2 separate regions of the Triticum aestivum genome follow, and region 2 is linked to region 1. The links are chromatin contacts, called in public Hi-C maps. All regions are on one chromosome and are shown on one strand. The core of a region is the stretch at or near the end of the contact, and the rest is flanking DNA. Distances in the headings are between cores, read along the strand shown. Region 1 holds the start of LOC123054472 (HBS1-like protein). Region 2 holds the start of LOC123054475 (UV-B-induced protein At3g17800, chloroplastic).

The links. A called contact is a pair of places that touch in the nucleus more often than the background predicts.
Region 2: a contact with region 1 is called in a Hi-C map of leaf, with 5 times the contacts expected there. The contact joins the promoter of LOC123054475 here to the promoter of LOC123054472 in region 1. A contact is called at or near these places in 2 of 5 Hi-C or Micro-C datasets (both in leaf).

What each region holds. Positions count from the first base shown.
Region 1 is chr2D:557,012,775-557,016,719 of IWGSC CS RefSeq v2.1, reverse strand. It overlaps LOC123054472 (HBS1-like protein), which reads left to right and starts at 1,322. Exons shown (of 11, transcript XM_044478252.1): 1 at 1,322-1,508; 2 at 1,857-1,990; 3 at 2,911-3,060; 4 at 3,156-3,296. The coding sequence starts at 1,861.
Region 2 is chr2D:557,313,249-557,316,974 of IWGSC CS RefSeq v2.1, reverse strand. It overlaps LOC123054475 (UV-B-induced protein At3g17800, chloroplastic), which reads right to left and starts at 1,253. Exons shown (of 3, transcript XM_044478256.1): 1 at 937-1,253. The coding sequence starts at 1,032. It overlaps LOC123054474 (protein AE7), which reads right to left. Exons shown (of 6, transcript XM_044478254.1): 5 at 3,055-3,100; 6 at 2,492-2,959. The coding sequence ends at 2,859.

The sequences.
Region 1 (3,945 bases), core at 73-2,572:
TGCGAAAAATGACATTGTAGGACATAAGTAGAATGACATCTTCTTCGTCACAAACATGGCAACTGCCCCTTTTTTTATCATGCATCGTACCGATGTTTGCGTACTGCTCTAGTAGTGGCACCAACGGCCCTGCCGATATGAGTTGATTGTACTCTGCTGCATCCCAAGGGGGCGTTTCCGGCCTTTGAGAAAACCAAGAATCAGTGCCGTCTTCATAATTCATTTTTCCGCTTTTTCTCCCACTGTGTTTTCAGTCACTGCATGAACAAGAACACATCAATATCCGCAAAATGCATTCTTGCTGTTTGCACATACAAGATAGCACGGCAATCTTATCACATTTCTTGCGTAGACAACCAACACATCATGACAAGTAGGAGATGCACATTCATTCTCTTTTCTAAAATCTTGTTGCCAACTATCATTTTGAACCGATGGCAACAACCAACCTAATATGATGGCAAGTAACAACATAATATTGTGGCAGCTGACGGCAAAGATAGGTGGCAACTAACGTCAGATACAAGTGGCAATTATTTTTCCTCCCTCCCAATGCCAAATTCCTCCTTTCTCCCCCTTTTTTTAGTGATTCTTACGCATCCTTCTGCAGCAACTACTCGCACCAAGCCAACCAAGAAGCTTAGCTCAACTCTAGGATAGAATATAGCAGATCTGGCGTATGTTGGTGGGCAAATGTGAACACACACAAATCTGTGGTGTCTTTGCCATGACAGCGTGGATCTAGTCGCCATCTTCGTCAGCAATCTGCAATTTCAAATTTCTGGACAGAAAGAGGACGAGAAACAGAAGGAGATCGAAGATCCACCTGTTAGCTCGTCGTCTCGGGAGGGCGCGGTTGGGGGCAGGGTAGCGGTGGGGAGGCGCTAGGGATCTGCTCTGGTTGCCATGGCAACTAGAGAAGGAAGGCGATGGAGGTAGGGGATCGAGAGGTAGGAGACGACGGCGACAGGTCGGACTGGGGTTGGAAGGCAGGCCGGGACGAGGGGGCGCGTTAGGTCGTGCGGTCGATCGCCCGGACGTGTGGGCGATTGTGCCACACATCGGACGTGCGGCTGTGGCTGCCTGTGCCCGGATGCCGTCGTGCGGGCGCGGTCGTCTTCGTGCCATACAAGGTGTGCGGCGCAACCCTAGTAGATGCCACACGTGTGGCAGTTATTGACCTTTTCTTTAAGGACGGGACACTGCGTCGAGGGGTTTTTCTGTTCGGAAACGGGTTCTAGTCGGACCGGGTCCAACGCAAACCCCTCCGGTCCGGTCCGGTCGTTTCCGTTTCTAACCCGATACGATAGACGCGACCTGGTTGCCCACGCGGAGTTTCCCTTCTACTGTACCCCCCGCCGCCCTTCCCCTGCTTGTCCGGTTCAGTTTACACTCACGCCGCGGCCGCGCCTCCTCGACTCTTCCCGGGAGAGGGAGGCGAGCGAGAGGGTGAGACAGAGCTCAGTAGCTTCGAAGTCGAACGCCGGCGACATCTAGCTCACATCCAGGTAAAATCATCCGTTCCCCATTGCCCCCGGCCCCTTTTATCGGTGTATTTCCAGCGCTTTTTTTGTTAGGGTTCCTTGATTTAGCTAGCGTGCGATTCCCGGAGCGAAATCACCGCCCGTCCGCTCGCGCTTCGGTCGCCGTCGTGGGGTTCGGCGGGGTTTTGCGCGCTGCGGGTTTCGGGGCACCTGCGTGTACTGCGCCGTTCTACTAACTCAGTACTGACCAGTGCTGATTTGTGCCAGATGCGACTTAGGGTTCTTGAATGGGGAGTGCCATAACTAGGGTTCGATTTTGCTTGACTGCTCGTTGTGTATGCTAACTATGGACCATCTTTCGCGCTTTCCCAGGACAATGCCTCGCAAGGTTGTCTCCGGGCCCGACTACGACGACGACTACGCTGATTATGAGGATTATGAGGATGACTATGATGATTATGATGAGACTGAACATGCCGATGTTAAGCCCCCTGTGAAGGAGAAAGGTACATGGCCGTGTGTGCAAGCCACTAGTCTGTTTGCGCATCAGTTTCACTGCATCAGTTATAAAGTACACCCTCCGTAAAGAAATATAAGAGCATTTAGAACACTAAAGTAGTGATCTAAACTCTCTTATATTTCTTTACAGAGGGAGTAGGAAGTAATTTTAGTTGGTTTGTAGATTTGTAGTTGCAATATCATATCTGATCAACTCCGCAATTGCAGCATTTTAAGTTGTTTGGCGGCTACTGTTGTATACATTTGTAATGTTCATGTTACTCATCCGTTTCCGTTATGCTTGCTACCGCATTTATAGTCTCAGTATGACCAACAGAATTCCACATACTCTATATAAAGCTCCCCAACACCATTGTTAAACAAACTGGGATGGCGACTAAGCTTATCATTAATGATTCCCTGCTCTTCCATTGATTTCTGCTGCCTGTTTAGCCCATCTATTAATGTTAAATGCATTTGCACATGTCTGTTTGCACCGCAGATGCACATGTGAAATAATGTATTATTACCTTTGAAGTGTCCATCTTCTTCTGGAAGGCATTGTTGTCTATATGATTTTTTTGACTGAAAGTCAAATAGTTTCGTCCATCCAGTCTAGCAGTCAAAACTTACTCACAAAAATACGCAAATTAAAATGTTGTTAAAACTCGAAACTTAGCAGGTTGTCGGTTGGAATTAGCCATTTTTCCTTGCTGGTTATTTGTTGAATGTTGGGGTGTATCCATCATACAATTTCAATTATTCTAAGCTTCTAATATAGTTCTTATGGCCATACACCTTTGGATGCTTTTGCACCTGAGTGGAATATGTACTTTCTTTAGGCATTACTATGTTAGTCTCTTGATTAGTTTAAGTGCCTGTAGTTTGTCTCCTTGGTCTCATATTATGTTGCCACTCTCTTGTATAGAATCATCGAAGAAGTCCTCAAATACAGTGCCTGTGCTTTGGAAGTGCTCCATGTGCACATTCGATAATCATGAAACTATGGTATACTGTGAGATGTGTGGGGTTTTCCGGGAATCTTTCGTCAAATCTGGCAAGGATGTTTCGATCAAAGGTATTTGAGTCTCACACATGTCTGAACAATTCTGATTATTGGCATATACACAAGGATTGTAATGTAATCTTATATGTTCTTGTTGCAACTAGTAGAATCTGTCAACGGAATATCAAACAATTCCGGGACATCTGCTCTGTCAAACTCTGATTCTACCAAGATGCCAGCGAAGACTTCTACTACAAACTTTGACGGTGATTCTGAGAGAAAGTATGCTAGCACATCTCATGATAAAGGTATTATTGGTAAATATTGAAATTGGTTTCGTGAATTTATGTTTATGTTTAACTAAGAGCCCTGCTCTTTTCTTCCTTCAAGTTTGTCCTTCATCATGAACCCAATAAATATGAAAAGAGGAAAGAAAGGAAAATGCTAATTCGACATCTCACAGTATAACCAATCTGCTTATGTTATGTGTTGAAAACATGGCTTTGATCTATTATTCTCTATATGCACCGATGTTTTAGTATTCTGGTTCGCTTGTGAACTCTTTACTTCCTTTGCAGTTCAGTATAAGCACAGTCCCTTTCAATAAGTTTCTTTGGTAATCTATAAATAAAATTTGGATGCGAAGCACTGTCACAGCATATACATATTAAAAGTGGTTCAATGGTTGGACTTGTTGGAAGTCAATAACTTTGTTGACATCCCTTCTGAATCAAGTTAGTTCTATTGTTAAGGGTGAATTGATGAACTAAGGTTGCAGTGCTGTACATACTACTCCCTCCGTTCCTAAATATTTGTCTTTTTAGAGATTTCAAATGGACTACCACATACGGATGTATATAGACATATTTTAGAGTGTATATTCACTCATTTTGCTCCGTATGTAGTCACTTGTTGAAATCTCTAGAAAGACAAATATTTAGGAACGGAGGGAGTATT
Region 2 (3,726 bases), core at 4-2,503, 300 kb before region 1:
AAAATTCAATGACCATCGGTCACCACGCAATGCGAAATAAAAATTTCAGATCACTTTAAGTGTTGGGCACAATCAACCCTTAGCAAACGCATCAGATGTGAGCAGTTGAGCATAACAGGAGCACCAGAATACTTGTCGAAACCAGGTGCATAGAGTATAGATAATGTGAAATTATAGAAACGCTTGTAAATAAATAAATGAAAAGAGTTAATGTTGCGTTCATGAACAATTAAAAACAATTCCTATAGGCATCATGAACAATTAAAACAAATTGCAATACATCATATCGAATGCTATGGCACTCTAGGCAGGCAGCTACTCCCTCCGTTCACAGATATAAGATGTTCTAACCTTTTTCCAAATCAGATGTATATAGGCACGTTTTAGTGTGTTTGATCACTCATTCCAATCCGTATGTAGTCCATATTGAGATATCCAAAACATGTTATGTTTGTGAACGGAGGGAGCACATAACAATTCCGTGAGTTTTTTTTCAGGAACAAAAGCAAATTCAGGCATGCTTCTTGTTCAGAGTTTCACCACGCACGTATTGGTGCCATTTCCGCTAGACTAAGTCTGAATTGTAGATGAAGATTAACCAAACTAACACGCATGACGTGCCCTGCCGTGGGAGCTAGACCCAAGCAAGCCAACAACTAAACGCCACAGCCTATTGTGCATGAGCAAGCGCGTCAGCCAAGTCGTTACCCCTGACGCAACACGCTGCCGACAGCACACGAACCTCGGCGCGGCGCTGCTCAGATGCGCGGTTACAGCTCACAGAAGCAAAGCAAAGCAAATGTACGCAGGGGTACAGGGACAACCGGTCGAGCGTCAGGCCATCCGGCAACCACGAGTTGGATCCCGCTTCAGTGCCTGGGACTAGGAAACGGGCGACAGGGGCGCCGTCGGGAGGCGGGCGAGGAGGAGGCGTACCTTGCGGAGGCGCCCGTAGCGCGGCCTGGCGAGGGGGGAGCAGGAGGGGGACGGGGAGGCGAGGAGCAGCGCCGCGTCGGCCCACGCCGACGACATGGTGGCGCGCGCGGAGAGGGGGGCGGCGGAGGACGAGGAGGGGAGAAGGGCTCTACTGGGATTCCGTCCGCTGTTTGGGGTCCGGAGATTTTGTTGGCAGGTTGCCGCGGAGTGAGACCGAGACGGGGCGGGGCAGTGGAGAGGAGACTGGAGATGGAGAGCGCGGCGCTGATCTTTTTCTATCTGGAGCGAGCGTGTGCTCTTCCTTCCCTTTTCCTCCAAGCGAAACCATGCGGGCGGGGGCGGCTGCCGTGAGCGTGCGGGACTGTTCGTAACTTTGTACGCCACACAAGTCTGGTTTTAGGCATGGGCCACGCGTGGGCTCGGGACTGGGCTATTGTTGCCTCAGCGCTGAAGCTTCCTCCTTCAACGGAAGCAGCATGACCAAAAAGGATGAAGACCAACACAAAGATCTACCACTAATAAAAGAAAAAAAGCAACACAAAGATCTACCGCTCAAACAAAATGGTCGTGCTACGTGTCGGCCTCCGCCGAGCCGTCCGATCTGACGCAACTCCCGGTCAAGCGTCCTTGTACTTTTGCAACAGAAGTCGTGTTGTGAGAACCCTTTTGCAACACAAATCTTGTTGCAGAAAATTTTGTAAGAAAGATTGTGTTGCAGAGGTCTTGTTGTGAAATTTTTTTTGAATTTTTTTTTCAACCGAGCTCTTGTTGTAGAATATTTTTAAGATTTTTTTCTTTTTTTTTGCAACCGAGCTCTTATTGTAATTTTTTTTTACAACAAATGTCTTGTTGCAGAAAGTCACTACGTTGCATTGCTTGCAGTCATGGCCTCGAGCCGGGGCTTCTCTGGTTGGGGAAGGGAGAAGGGGTGTTTTGCGTATGCAATAAAGGTGATGGTGGAGGCGATGCAACATGGGGGCCGAGCATCATAGTTGGGCGACAGCCCGGAGTGAAGCTCTGGCGTGCTCGAGCGGCCATGGCCACTGGTTGCAGACACATGGAGACAGGGAGAGGAGATCTCGTCGACGTGCTACCGGCGGCGGCGGTCGGAGCAGCGCATGGAGGCATCGGCTTCACGAGAAGCTCAAGAGAGCACGGAAGGTGACTGCTCACAAGAGGATCCAGATCCAGATCCCACACCACATTACTTATTGTGGTGGGGAAGATTGCAACAAAGGCCCAGTTGCAAAATCTAAACTAGGTAATACGTTGCTCCCGAGAGTCATATGATAAAAATCAAATACGACAGCCACAAAGCCGGTGGGCGCACGCATCGTTCGGGTGATTTGAATCATTTCCCCCCAAAAAACCAACACATATCTTTAAAAAATCAAAAAAGTTGAAAATCATTCTCTGCAAATATGATTGAAAATTAATGACCCAGGAAAAGAGTTACTGGACAGACAGCACGGGTCACCGCACCTCCCTCAGCAGTGGTGCTCTTTTATTTTCTTCAGCAACTGAAGCATGTGACTGAAAAGGATAGAACATGAAGTTAAGAAAAAGGATAAACTTAGACCCTTTTCCGTAAACATGACAAAATTTTACAGCACGGATCACCACACTACATCCCTCGATGTACAATCAGGACCGTACAAAAACATAGCAGCACCCAGTTCCTCCAAAAAAAAAATAGCAGCACTCGACAACCTACATACTACTACTACGATACGAGAGCTTAAGCGGCAGCAACGTGCTTACAGAGAGGCGCAGGGCCTCAAAATTCATGCACACGTCCTGTGCCACCTAATTAAAGAATTCTTCTTCAATATCAAAGTAATAATATGGTGAACGGCGTAGTGTATGGAATCTCTTGTGGTCTGGAAATGTATCCACGCACTGGTTTACATCCTACTCAGGTCTCAGCCGAGCGTCGGTGACAGGCACTCCTCGACTATGTCCAGCAGGTTTGAATTCTCCAGCGCGGCCGCAACACGTTCTTTGTCGCTCAGTTGCTTGTTCACTGGGAGGGAGAAAAAACATACTGAGATATTGTTCCAGGCAAAATAGTGTGGTAACTGTAAGGTATAAAAATGTACTGTATCTTAGAACACATACCGGCAGCTTCAGTTGCATGTGATCCAGGCGTCAACCGTATGTCCACCTACATGGGTCAGAAATCAGTAAAATGCCTGATTGTTTTGAAGAAATTATGGGCAGTAATAGCTAATAAGCAGCAGAAAAGTATCAATTTCCCCACACTGTCATTGACAGGAGCAAAATCCACCCTACCTAATTAGCCCTCAATAAATTTGCTTATGAAGTACTTGGCATATATGTTAATGAATTACCATTGTTTCTAACCATGAATGATGCACTTACACCACACATATCTGAAATTAGAAACTGCACTTATTGTGACTCCAGAGTGTGTTTGCAGTATCTGAATTTTGAAGTAAAAACTTATTCTATAATGGCAGTAGCAAATTAAGGGCCAGTTCTTTTGGGGCTTATGTATGGCTGTGGAAATAAGCTGCCCCAAAATAAAATTTTAGGTTGGGCTTCTAGAATAAGCTGGGGAGGGGGTAGACAGCCAGCCATAAGCCCCAAAAGAACTGTCCCTAAGTGGTCTGACACAGATGGCTCATCTAGCTCGGTGTTCTAAGACTTCCTAAATTATAATATAAAACTGACATGTTAATTAAAATACCATGGCTTCAGCAACATGTTAAGGCAGCTTGTTATTTTCTTCACTTCTTTTCTGTTTTAAGCAGTTCACAATTGAACTGA